Linked DNA regions of Sus scrofa: region 2 is linked to region 1. Evidence: chromatin contacts called from public HiChIP or PLAC-seq data. All regions are on one chromosome and are shown on one strand. Each heading gives the region's core, a stretch centred on a gene start, on an enhancer-like site or on the middle of the called end of the contact. The rest is flanking DNA. Distances are from core to core; before and after follow the strand shown.

Evidence for each region. HiChIP or PLAC-seq counts read pairs in DNA pulled down with a chosen protein or histone mark.
Region 2: a contact with region 1 is called in an H3K27ac HiChIP or PLAC-seq map of skeletal muscle. The contact joins the promoter of LSMEM1 here to the promoter of PPP1R3A in region 1. A contact is called at or near these places in 2 of 47 Hi-C or Micro-C datasets (both in skeletal muscle) and 1 of 2 datasets of contacts at active chromatin or transcription factors (skeletal muscle).

The regions. Positions count from the first base shown.
Region 1 is chr18:31,994,900-32,001,662 of Sscrofa11.1, reverse strand. It overlaps PPP1R3A (protein phosphatase 1 regulatory subunit 3A), which reads right to left and starts at 3,996. Exons shown (of 4, transcript XM_003360157.4): 1 at 3,147-3,996. The coding sequence starts at 3,937.
Region 2 is chr18:33,189,648-33,195,714 of Sscrofa11.1, reverse strand. LSMEM1 (leucine-rich single-pass membrane protein 1) reads left to right here and starts at 4,805. Exons shown (of 3, transcript XM_003134769.5): 1 at 4,805-5,072. The coding sequence starts at 4,946. LOC106506809 (a long non-coding RNA gene) reads right to left here and starts at 3,801. Exons shown (of 3, transcript XR_002340212.1): 1 at 2,522-3,801; 2 at 1,197-2,371; 3 at 1-761.

The DNA of each region.
Region 1 (6,763 bases), core at 2,747-5,246:
ACATATTTTGAAATAATGTCCATGGGATGTAGAACAGATCTGCTTAGTTTGTTTGCTAACACATATCCTAGTGTCACATAGGTAGTGACACTTATCAAGTATCTCATGATGCATGCCTTTCAGTGCAATTCAATACCTTTGGATCACTCTCAGTCACATGCCTATGAGTTACAAGCTCAGTTTTCCTCTCCCTGTAAATATTTCTTTCTGTCTAAGGTAGATAGATTAATATGAATAAAAGAAAACAGACAACCACATCAATGCAGAGATTTGAAAACTCTGACCTAAAACAAAATTTCCATAGAGAAAAGATAATGCATAGGGTGATTGATGTAACAGAAATCCTACATCGCTAAATATGTTCCCACAGTTCTTTCTGTACTTATTAAAAGGGATTATTGACACTTTTAGAAAATAAAATCTCTAGGACTCTGATAGCAAATTAACTTTGATATTAAGAGGAATTCAAGTTAATTGTTACTCTCTATATCAGGACTTATATTCAGTTTAACTCTGATATATTACACACTGCTATTAATCTGCTTGCATGTATGACGTAAAAATTCACATACATTTCTCTTGTGCATTTATCACCTCAAAGATGTGACCTCCAAATTAAGTTAAAGTGTGGAAATGCTCAAAACAGACCAAGTTAGTTTCCGTAACCTTTGAAGCGAGGGAGATATTTTAGAAGCTATGCATTTTTTGATCAAATAAGTATTAGTTCATTTTTGCTTTAACCAAGTACACATTTCATAAAAGAACACTCATAAGGTTAGCTATTTTTCCCTAACCAACTTCTTCACAATGAAATCCAACTGCAATATTCATTTAGAAATTTGATAATGCTCTCTTGTGTGAGTTTTAGGAATATTTGAAACCCCATTGCATATAAATTATATCACGGAAAAGCTATATAAATATTCTATTATAGCACATGCTGTTCTAAGGATCTGTCAGGATTTCCTTTATACACTCCATTTTGAGTGGTATATAAATCAGATGTAAAAATTCATGTTGGACTGAGACTCAGCACAAAAGGCCTCCTCCAGAGGCAAATGCTTTTTTTTTCAAAATGTGGTTTGAATTATGTTGGTCATTTTTAAGTTATAGAAGTGCAGAAAATATATTTGTGGTTTTGAAGGAGAGAGATTTTTTCCATTTTTATAACTCATTAGGAAACTTTACAGGCCTTTGGACCATTTTGTGGTTTAGTTCTTCTCAAGTTTTTCCCCAACGCAATATTAAAACTTGAATGGTGTCCGCTATGAATCCAGTGATTACGGTTCTGAATACAAATGTGTGTGTGTACAGATACATATATCCAATTATACATATCTTAGGCTAGGAGAAGTTTCAATAGTATCATGACTGAGCTAGATTAGGCCTAGCTGTCATCCATTTTTGTCCTTGGTATCACATCATTTAGTCTATCAAAAGAATCCTCTATCTTTACCATAGTTCAACATGTAATGCTTATAATTTTAAAGCTGCATTTCTAACTTGCAGAAAAATCAAGAGTTAAACACTGCTTCTTTTACGAGGTCTTTGGCAGTAAGGCTGTGCCTTTTCTAGGTTTTGCTTTTCTCTAATATGTAGGGCAAGTTGCAGCATATTTATTAGATATTCAATGGTAATTAACCTATTTGTAGGCATTTAATATGTAAAGCATTTAATAAACATTTAGTATGTTTATGTATATAAATCAGTTTATGACATAGTACTGAACTTATTTTGTCTACATAATAACATGTTGCTAAGTAACTTCATAAACATGTAAACTATTACTTTAGCACATAGAGAATATGATTATATTATCTTAGTAGCAGCAGTTAAAACCTGAGAAAGTTTTGTTCGGACTTAGTTAGAATAACTCACAAAATCAGATAAACCAATCTTTCAAATTATTTTAAAGGATAATGACAGCAGAACTAGTTTATGTGATTGAATTGCTTCTCCTACATTATATTTAGTTCATTAATGCATTAGAATAACACATTTAGTGGTTCTTATGTATCGCCTTATAATAGATCAACATAATAAGCCTAGGAGGTTAAACATTTCCCAGTCTAATTCTTTATGTTTTATTTAATTCCACTTAGAATCTCTGAGTCTTGACTCCTAATACAGTTCCCTTTTCATCATATTTCACTATTTGTGGTGCAGTTACTGGAATCTTTGCATCTAGTGACAGTTGGAATGGACCACTCAGAAGATAAATCAAGTATTTGCCTGCACCTGGTGGAGCAATGGGAATTTTTCCTTTGGGACACTCTGAGGAGCAGGAGAGCCCCATCTCCTCCTGGATGTTTTATCCACTAACCTACTGTCATGGAAATTGGTCAACACTATAATAGAGATAACTGAATACCCAGTTTTCTTTGTTTTTCGTATTAACAGGAGAGCAAGGTTACTAATGAGAGGTCATATCCCAAATCTCTAATCTATGAAGCTAATATCCTTATTTCTATTTGGGTCATTTTAAAAAAATTCTGCTCCATTTACTTTTACTAAATCATGCTACTTCTGTTTTCCATAATGTTATATTTGGTTACAATTATAAATTTTTATGTGTAATTCATGTATTACCGCTCTTATACTTTTTTCTCTTAGCTTATTAAAGTCATAGCTCTTATGATTTAACTTAACATGTATCACTCCGAACACCTCTCTGTGTGACTCAGTCATTAAAAGGTTCGTTACAACTTTCGGGGGAAGTCTATGAATTTCTGAGTACTAGGTACATATTGAAACAGTTTTATGTTAATTAGAGATATTCTGAAGTACAGCAAAAATATTTTAAAAACACTAAAAATAAATGTACTTTAAATGACAAACAGTTTTACATGTTACAAATCTAGATTTCATGGTTTGGATTTAAGCAATTTATAGCTCATTATGTAGGCAACATATAATTGTATCCCTCCCCCCGCCATCTGTTACCTTATACCCATATTTTTCTTACATTTGGAGAAGAGATAATACAGTACTATTATCTGAATAGCACTGAACTTGTTAAAGCCTAGCACTATTGTTTTATACATAACATGTATATTTTAAACAGAATGGCTACTTCTTACAACCAGTGAAATAGTGGCATTAAAAAATTAAGATAAAAAATTAAGGAATGTAAGATATATTCTCACCTTGATTTTACCTTTAAGCAGCCTTTTATATGTCTATTAGGAACATCTTCCTGTGGTTTTACAGGCTCCATCTCTTGTTCTTTCTTTTGACAAACCAATATATAATTTGTGCCATTATTATTTGACCAAAATGTACCAACCGAAGTTTCATAACGTATACAAAACTCAACTTTACTGCCGTCTTTTTGATAAGGAGGAACCAGTGAAATCTTAAAGGAGAACTGGTCAGTGTCACCATCACATGAATTCGGGACATATTCTGCTAATATGTCATAATATGTCTGCCAGTCATCTAAAGACATTCTCACATATACTAACTTCTCAAAAGAAATATTCAAAACTCGAATAATACCCTTCATACTTGTAGATCCAGGAGGATACTCAGCTGACTCCAATATTGCCTTCTGTACTTGAAGTTGTTGCATAAGATCTTCTTTTGAAGAAGGCAAGTCAAACAGTGGAGTTAAAACATATTCTTCTGTGTGGAAAATGTCCTTTGTTAAATCAAAATCAGTTGAACTACTTGGTAATTCCCAGGAATCAAATTCTTTAACAGACACAAGATTGAATCCAAAGGTGTCGGCAAATGAAACTCTTCTCGCACCTGAAGGTGGTGGAGTATCCAGGTAAATGTCTTCAGACGAATCAGAGCCTCGTCTGCTAGGTTGAGGGGAGAAACCAGGTCTGAAGTTAGCTTTAATCTCTTCATCTTCAGAAAGAGAATCAGATAAATTAGGAACTTCTAAAAAGTTATCTTTGCTGATATGACTAGGTTCTTCAGAAGGCTCCATTGGGCTCTCTGATATCAAATAAGAGAGAACTGTACAACTAGTAGAGACTGATATTTGAGACACTGAGGCTTAAAATAAGTATAAGGTTACAGTTGACATTGCAAAAAGAAGTCAGCTCTATAAATAGGTCCGATGGCTTGTAAACTATGCTCCCTTGCCTCCAAAGGCCTTTAATATGATAGCATCCATGTTACTCTCACTGGCATGTTTCAGATTTAACTCTCAATTTTTAATGTTGCACATGTTTATGTGTTCCAAAGAAACATTTTAAATCATTTTCTGCTGTGTTTGAAAATCTGAAACTATAGAATAAAAATGTTATTTTAACCATTTAAATAATTTAAATAACCAGTATTTAACCATTAAAAGTGAAAACGTGATGGAGTTCCCTGCCAGCCTAGCAGTTAAGGATTCAGCATTGTCACCGCCGTGGCTCGGGTTCAAAACCTGGCCTGGGAACTTCTGTATGCCATTGGCACAGCCAAAAAAGAAAAAAAGAAAAAGAAAAGAAAAGTAGCATCACAATACTAAATATGTAGTTTCAGCTAAATCAATCTACTGGACCAGGCAAAGGAAGGCAGACAGTAGAGAATAAGAACATTTATAGAATGGGAAAAAATCTAGTGTCTAAACTAATGTTAGCTACCATTTATCATGGACTTATAACCTCTAAAGGGTTAAACAGAGGTGCTAGGAGTTCTTAGGAAAGAAACATGATTTAGATGGAGAAGGTATTACTTGAAATAAACCATGAAGGGTAAACAGGATATAGACATGCAGGGTTGGAGTGAGGTGGATTTTCCAGATAGAAGAAATAGCCTAAACCAAGACCTAAAATGAACAATTAGTCAAATCTGTCATTTTAAATATTAATAAGTTTCTTTTTAATTAAGCTATGGAAAAATACAGACAAGTAATGTGTTATTGACTTGAAAATGTAAGTGGGCAATGATAAGTCTGGTCCAGGGGTAAAATATGTATGTAGAATAAAATGTTCATCTTTGGCAAATTGCCATTTTACGCACACAAAGCAGACATTAATACCATGGCCTTTTGGAGTTCTGTGTTTTAAAGTGTGAGCAGCCTGTTTAGACTCTCATATTTTCTTATATTGCTGTAAAACCCACTTTGGGAATGGCAGTTGGGAAAAACCTATAAAAAATTTAAACATACGTGTGCTTTGACCCAGAAATGCTCTAGCTACAAATTTACCCCGTCAGTAAGGGATAGGTATGCGAAGATAAATATAGATATATGTTCATAAGAGGATTGCTTATTTTGAAAACTCTAAAAACTATCTAAATATCTATTAGCAGGGAAATGGACAAATATATAATAGAATGTTTTATCATATTAAAAAGGATAAAGTATCACTTTATATGCTGATAGGGAAAGACAGCCAAACTAACTGGCTAAGTGAAGAAAAGGAAGTATGCACAGATATGTGCATAGAAAATTCCTGGAAAGGTACAAAAGGAACTGTTAGTGGTGGTTATCTCTAACCACAGAGGTTGAAGATTATAAGGGAAAAAGACTCACTCATTTCACTTTATGGTCTCTGTACTGTTTGAAATATTAGCCATGAGCAAGGTTTTCTTTCAATATATCTTCAACAAAAATTAATTGTGAGAAGTGATTGTTTTTTAAAAAAAGAAAACTCAGTAACATAATTTCTTTAAAACTACAGATTTATAAATATATTATAACTTACTGAATAATTTTAATTGCATAAAATAGTGTATCAAGAAATTATTTTTCAAAACTAAAAATAAGCAGTGTCTCAGATAAAGAAATGAAATTATTTAGGCCTTACCACATAGAATGGATGATGACCACGTGGATTGTTCAAGAATGGAAAATAGCTGTGGACATAACTCTCCTTTGTGAACATAATGACCACGAGCCAAGAATAGTCATATTCCAAGGTACCTAAAATATATTACTAGGTATTTAGGAAAAAGTCATAACAAAAATATTTCATAAAATTTGTAAACAATCCATACGGTCACATAAATTATAGAATAATGAAAATTTGTAGATATAATAATGCATTAATGTAGTTTAACTATCCGGAGCTTGCTTATAAGCAGAGACATGGAGACAAAGATTCTTGGGTTTGGTCCCGTCGTGGCACAGTGTTTAGTGAATCCGACTAGGAAGCATGAGCTTTCGGGTTAGATCCCTGGCCTCGCTCAGTGGGTTAAGATCCGACGTTGCCATGAGCTGTGGTGTAGGTCACAGATGTGCCTCAGATCTGGCATTGCTGTGGCTCTGGTGTAGGCCGGTGGCTTCTGACACTTACTATCTTACTATCAGAATGTTGCTCGAATTTTCTTACCCTGTTTTCCTGATGGTTAAAATGCAGTGTTAACAATTAAATGAGGTGTTTGTTAAATGTTTAGCACAAAACTTATGGTAGCAATAACTACTTTTATTTCTATATATGTTTGTGAAAGGTTGATCTCTAAGAGACATAAAGATAGACAGACAGATAGATAGACAGACAGTCAGACAGACAGACTATAGAGAATCCACATATATAATATTAAGTCATTAAGTAATGGGAGTTTCCTTTGTGGCTCAGCAGGTTAAGGACCTGACATTGTGTCTGTGAGGATGTGAGTTTGACCCCTGGCCTCACTCAATGCGTTAAGGATCCAGCATTGCCACAAGCTGCTGCACAGGTTGTGGCTGTGGCTTGGATCTGGTGTTACCATGCCGTGTAATGACTGTGGCTTAGGCTTGAGCTGCAGCTCTGGTTTGACCCCTGGCCTGGGAACTTCCATATGCTGCAAGTGTGGCCATAAACAGAAAGAAAAAAAGAGA
Region 2 (6,067 bases), core at 3,556-6,055, 1.2 Mb before region 1:
TAGACGTTCCTGGACCAGGAATTGAACCTGTGCTGTAGCCGCGACCTGCTGCAGTGACAACACTGGATCCTTAACCTGCTGTGCCTCAGGAGGACTCTCTCCTTATTTTGCCTTTTTACTGGAATTTTAGGGGGAAGAAGAGAGAAGCAAGTGTTAATTTGTATGTTAAATGCCTTATTCCTCATGAAATTGTGGGGTAGTTGCTGGATAGGATAATGGAATTCAATGTGTAAGAATGCTTGAGTTTTCTTCAAAGCAAGTAAAATAGCATATGATAGACCAATTCATTCCCTGAATCTTGGTTAATATTGATGGGTTACAGGACTTTAAAATGGTCCCTGCCTAGTAAGTTCTTGGTTTTGAGGTTCATGCATTAATTTTGAAACAACTGTCATCTTTGACTCAAGTCACTGATGACATATGGTTTAGTTTCCTGGGAATGAGATATAATAATTGAAAGGAAAAGGCAGAAGTCCTTTAGAATATCTCCCGATTGAATAATTCACCGGAGAATACCTATTTTCTTGTGACTCAAAACTTCTGGATGTGACCTTTCAGTTACATAATAGCTAAAAGGAGGCAGGTTATCTTGCTTTGCTCTGAAGTGGTTCTCCAGAAGTCTAAGTGGTCACACGCCATAAAAAAAAAAGAAACCTCACCTCCCTCACTGGTGTAAAATACGGCTGAATTCAGACTGGTGTGAAGAATTGTCTGGTTTCCATTTCCCGCATCTTTGAGGGATTAATACATACTTCACAGGGCTGGAAGTTCACAGGAGAGAGAAAAACACATAGTGTTCAAACTGAGGCTATTATTTCTTCAAAAAATAGATGGTTTAAAACAGATCGGGTAGTTGGGAAATAAAAGCTGAGCATGATAATAACTAACAAGCATTTTCAGTTTTCAAGGAATTTGACATAGATTTTAATGTATCATGTGCTTCTGAGAGAACAGTTACTAGTTATATCATGCTTCTTCATGAAGTGGTTCTCTGGTATAGCTGAAGTTTTTTAGAAAAAAAAATGACAGGCATTCCTTTTCCCCCAGAGTAGAATGAGGTCCATATTGAATACAAGTTGTAAAAGGAATTTTGGGGGCAAACATTCTCCAATTGACAACATGCAACGTGTTTCAAGGGGTGAAAAATGTACATCTAGTCATGGCCATGGAGGGTAGGATTATAAAGGATTACAGACCAGTTCGCCACTTAACTCTTGGTGTCCTGCTGGAATAGTAAATGCCCTGCGATCTGCGAAGTGGGCTTGTGGGACTGCTGGTCTCCTGACTGTAGTTTCTCTTATGTCCACCAGAGGGCAGACTCCTTGGCATGTGTGTGTGAGAACCACGTTAAGAGGCAGGCATTCCGAAGAAAGGAGGATGCATAAAAACTCCGAGAATAAAGCCTTAAAGAAAGGTGAAGAGATAAAGTGCGTCCATCACTGGCAGTGGGGGCAGCGTGTCTGTAGCCATACGATCTCCCAGGCACAGTCCACTTTTGCAGCTACAGGAAGCTCTAGGAGTCCTCTGATCAGCCCTCATCCTGGTTCGGGTGTTACAACCTCATTCTGTCCTGATAACTCTCTGGTTGGTCTGGAGTCCTGGGCAGGTTAGTTGTCAGAGTGGCAGCTCCACCTGCTACCCGGTATTTATGTATGTGAGCTCATCATGGCAGAAGTGGGGAAAAGTGTCCGTTTACAAATCACATCAGCCAAATAAGGACATCAATCTCAATCTAGTAAGAATCTCATCAGTTACCAGTTGAATCAAGGCACGGTGGGTTTTTTTTTTTTTTTTTTTTTTTTTTTTCCCGTTTCTTTTTAAAGCATAGTTTCAGTAACATATTTACTAAAAACCTTAGGCATTATGGAAAAGTTACTATTTGGAATCTTATACTACTTGGCTAAGTTAACACTAAATATAGACCAACAGTTTCATGCTGGGGTTTATGGGCCTTATAGGAGCACCTGTGTGCTGAAGGAAGGCAAAGAACTATAGAATTTGTAAAAAGTTTTATTATAGCTGTTTCTGAATAATTTTTTCCTGGTAACCTAGCAGTTAAAGCTCACATTTTTGTAAGTAATTTGCATGTTATTGCCCTACTGAGACGGAATTATGATTCTTGAGGCTGGGGTGTTTTTCTGTCACATATGCTCTGTGCTTTTAACTTTAGATAGAAATGATTTAGACTTGATTTTAAAAATTACTTCCTGAATGTGAAGAGGCACTGACTGAAATGGAATTAAAGAACAAATTACCATGACTCACTCAATAAAGCTTCCTATTAGCTTTGAATTAAGCCCTATTATAACGATTCTGATTCTGTGGCAAGCAAGACTGGTGTAAGTTATTTCTGTAGTTTGATACCAAGCACCTAAGGGGGGAAAAAAAAAGAGAGCAAAGTGAATTTTCATAGATAACTATACTGGTCAGAATATTCATTTGTTGGCAGTCAAAAATTCATAAATGACAAAAGGAATCAGCTGTTAGCACTGATCTAACAGAAGAAAATGCAATTACTTACGTTTTTCAGCTCAAGGTATTAGAAAGGGTTCCCGGAAAAGGATGCTGCCTTGGTCCATCTTAATGAGCAAATCTGTACACAGCAGTGGAGAAGGAGAGTCAAGTTAGTGCGAGCAGAATTCAGTAACACCGGCTTCTCCAACACGGCTGGTTGTTCCCAGATGCCCTCATATGGAGATGCCAAAGATAGCAACAACTGGGCATCAAACAGCTGTGGGTCCAGGGTTCCAGGGCCATGTGATCTTGAATCCATTTGCTCACAGGGTCATTTGCAGGATCTTAGTGGCCATGAACCACACTCAGCTCATTTTTCTCTGCTGGCTCTTTTCCATTTGCCTGCTGCACTTAATTTCAAATGCATTTTGAAATAGCATCTATTTATGTTGTGACTTTACCCAAATGAAGAAATTTCCTTTTGGAGCTCACTCTAAGTTGTTATCTTAGCGCTCTTGAATTCGATGCTGCATTGAATCGCCTTTTGAGTTTGCGGCAAGGCCAGTGGTAACCTGGAGATTTTATTAGTTTTTTTGTGGCTGTAATTTTCTAGCTAGCCGTCCACTTTGTAAACCATGGTTAAGCCTCCGTATGAAATTTAAGCAAGAGTAATTGCATTCCTGCAGGGGAAGGCAAGGCTCAAGGATGTCAAGTGAGAGATGCCAAAATGAACCATGTGTCAGCCACCAAGCCTAAAATAGAAGCCGTGTTTGGAACGATGATCCTCTGATGTGACACAACCGTTATGCCTCATCAAATGTTAGTGTTTGCGATGATAAAGTGTAAAGAGAAGACAAAATAGAAAACATTTCTCGAAGGATAGTTTAGAAATCTGTGACCATACATCAGTCAACACTTTGGGTTTTATCTGTAAGAGAATTTGATGGGTTTCTAAGGCCCCTCTGCTCTTCTTTTTATTTTAATCACTTAAAGTCAGTCCCTTAGGAATGCTCCCTGAAGTATATTTGGAATTAGGTAATATCAATGTCTGAAGTGCTTCAGTAGTATCTCATCAAAAATACTCAGGGGGTGATGTGTTCTTGTTAATTAAAATTTCTGAAGAACTGAAACACCCTTTAAAATTTTTTTTTTAACTTTGAAAAAAATTAACTAGTTCATTACTTTTTGAACTCACATTTTCTTAGGGTTCTGGAAGCATATTTTTTACACATGCTAGTAGGTTTTAGGTTTTACTGGGAAATTGCTGAGTTTCAAGATTTTATTTGTTTGTTTGTTTATTTATTGTCTTTTTAGGGCTGCACCCATGGCATATGGAAGTTCCCAGGCTAGGGGCTGAATGGGAACTGTAGCTGTCAGTCTACACCACAGCCACAGCAACTCGGGATCCCAGTCCTGATTTCGACCTATACCACAGCTCACTGCAACACTGGATCCTTAACCCACTGAACAAGACCCGGAATCGAACCTGCGTCCTCATGGATGCTAGTCAGATTCGTTAACTGCTTAGCCACAATGGGAACTCCTGAGTTTTAATATTTTAGAGTGCAGTTTAGTCTGTTTAGTAAATGGCTGATTTTTTTTTTTTCAGATCTTCTATAGGTGTTCTTATTTTTTTATTTCTGTATTTGGTTTCTCCTAACTCTGGTCATATTTCTGTTTATTCTGTAGCTGTGTATTAAAGGAAATTTTAAAAATGTTAAAGGAAGTAAATAAATAGTGTGTTGTCACATTAAAGGCAGGTATGAAGTTTATTACATTGCTTTTACTAAGATCTAGATATCACATGAGGCTCTTTACCTCAATTTTATTTGTCAGTGTACTATTAACTGCCTCCAATTCTTTTGGAAATAGGAAGATTTAAACCCTAAATAAAATATTTTATGTGTTCCACCTTAACATAAGTCACTGGCTTCTAGACCTTTATACTGCACAAAAGTACAGTTTTGTATTAAAGCCTCATCAGTTAGAACGGTTCTCAGTAATATTTTCTCCCCTCAGCATCTTTATGGCCACAGGCTGCCTCACTTAATTTTGTCTTTCTGGGTGTTTATGCATAGTCGTCTTGCACACAAGATTTGAGGCATCTCACTAGCGTATGAACAATGTGATAAAAGAGAAATATTGAAAAGTCAATTACAAAATTAAAAAAGAGACCCAAGGGAAATATAGGCAGAAGTGAGAAATCTGAAGAGGAAAGCACATATGCATGTAAGCAGAGTATTAAAGCATTAAAATGGGGCCCACGGCAGACGCTGAGCTTCCTGGCAAGCAAAGCAAAAACAAGAGTTGCCCCCACAAGGGAGTATTTTCTTTTGGACAAGCAAAGCTTTTCTGGCCCTTCATTGGGAAGTAATTCGTGTGGGTGGTTCTTCAAGTGCCTGCCCAGCTTCCTGTGGGCTGTGATCCTGGCCAAGTCCAGCTCCCCAGCCCAGCGTCCTGCGTTTAAGGTCCGCGTTTTCTTCCGGGGACAATGAATCGTTCTTCCCAGGACACCGGCTCTCGCGGCCTTCCTGAAGAAAGAAAGCTTTACGTTGTGGATTCCATAAATGACCTAAACAGACTAAACCTCTGTCCTGCCGGATCGCAGCATCTGTTCCGTACGTGAGCCCTCCCAGGCTTGGCGGCCCGTCCTGGCTTCTAGGCCACCTAAAAATAGCCACCGTCCAGCCAGACCTGTGGGCGTGGTGGGGGCTGGGTGGGCATTAGGACGGCTCCGCGTTAGAAATGCTGTTTCGTATTAGGCAATTTGTGCTTTTGTTTTCTGAATGCTTGCCAGGCTTATGGGCTTTCTTGGCTCTTGGCAAGATTTGAACTCTTGTCTGCAAAAGTCCCGAAAAGTCCCTGTGGCCTTTCTCCCCCTGGAAAGGGGTGGAGGCTCCCGAGATGGGCCCCCAGAGGCTCACTCATCCTCCTGGCTGCTTTCGTGCCTTCTAGTGACCACAGGCAGGTCACCTGTGGTGCCCGCTTTCCTAGAGAGGTCTTACTCGGAGCGGATTGCTGAGAAAATGTTCCACGCGTTTACCTAGTTTTTGAAAAAATCATTAGTTTTTTGGGCAAAAGAGTCAACTTTTTTTTTTTTTTTTAATTCGAAGATTGCCCCAATTAAAGTATTAGAAAAAAGAGGGGGAGACTAAAATGAAAATCTGTTAAGTACCAAATAACTTAATGTGGGAGTTCCCTTGTGGCTTAGTGTTTAAAGATTTAGCATTGTCACTGCTGTGGCTCAAGTTTGATCTCTGGAATGCTTGCATGCTGTGGGCGTGCTCCCGCCCCCCCAAAACCCAACAAACTATAAATGTATGTCTTGTCCCTTAAGTATTACAAATGAGTTCTAAGATTATTAGAACCCCATCTTTTCTAGCTTCAGTGCTGACTTTCCAGCACAGGTGATAAATGCCCCCTTGGTTTGTTTCGCGTACACTCTTAAACTCTTACTCTCTCAATTTATATCTATTATTCCCCTTCTAAATAATTTTTTTTTTTGGTCTTTTTGTCTTTTCTAGGGCTGCACCAGAGGTATATGGAGGTTCCCAGGCTTGGGGTCCAATCAGAATTATAGCTGCCGGCCTATGCCACAGCCACAGCAACTCGG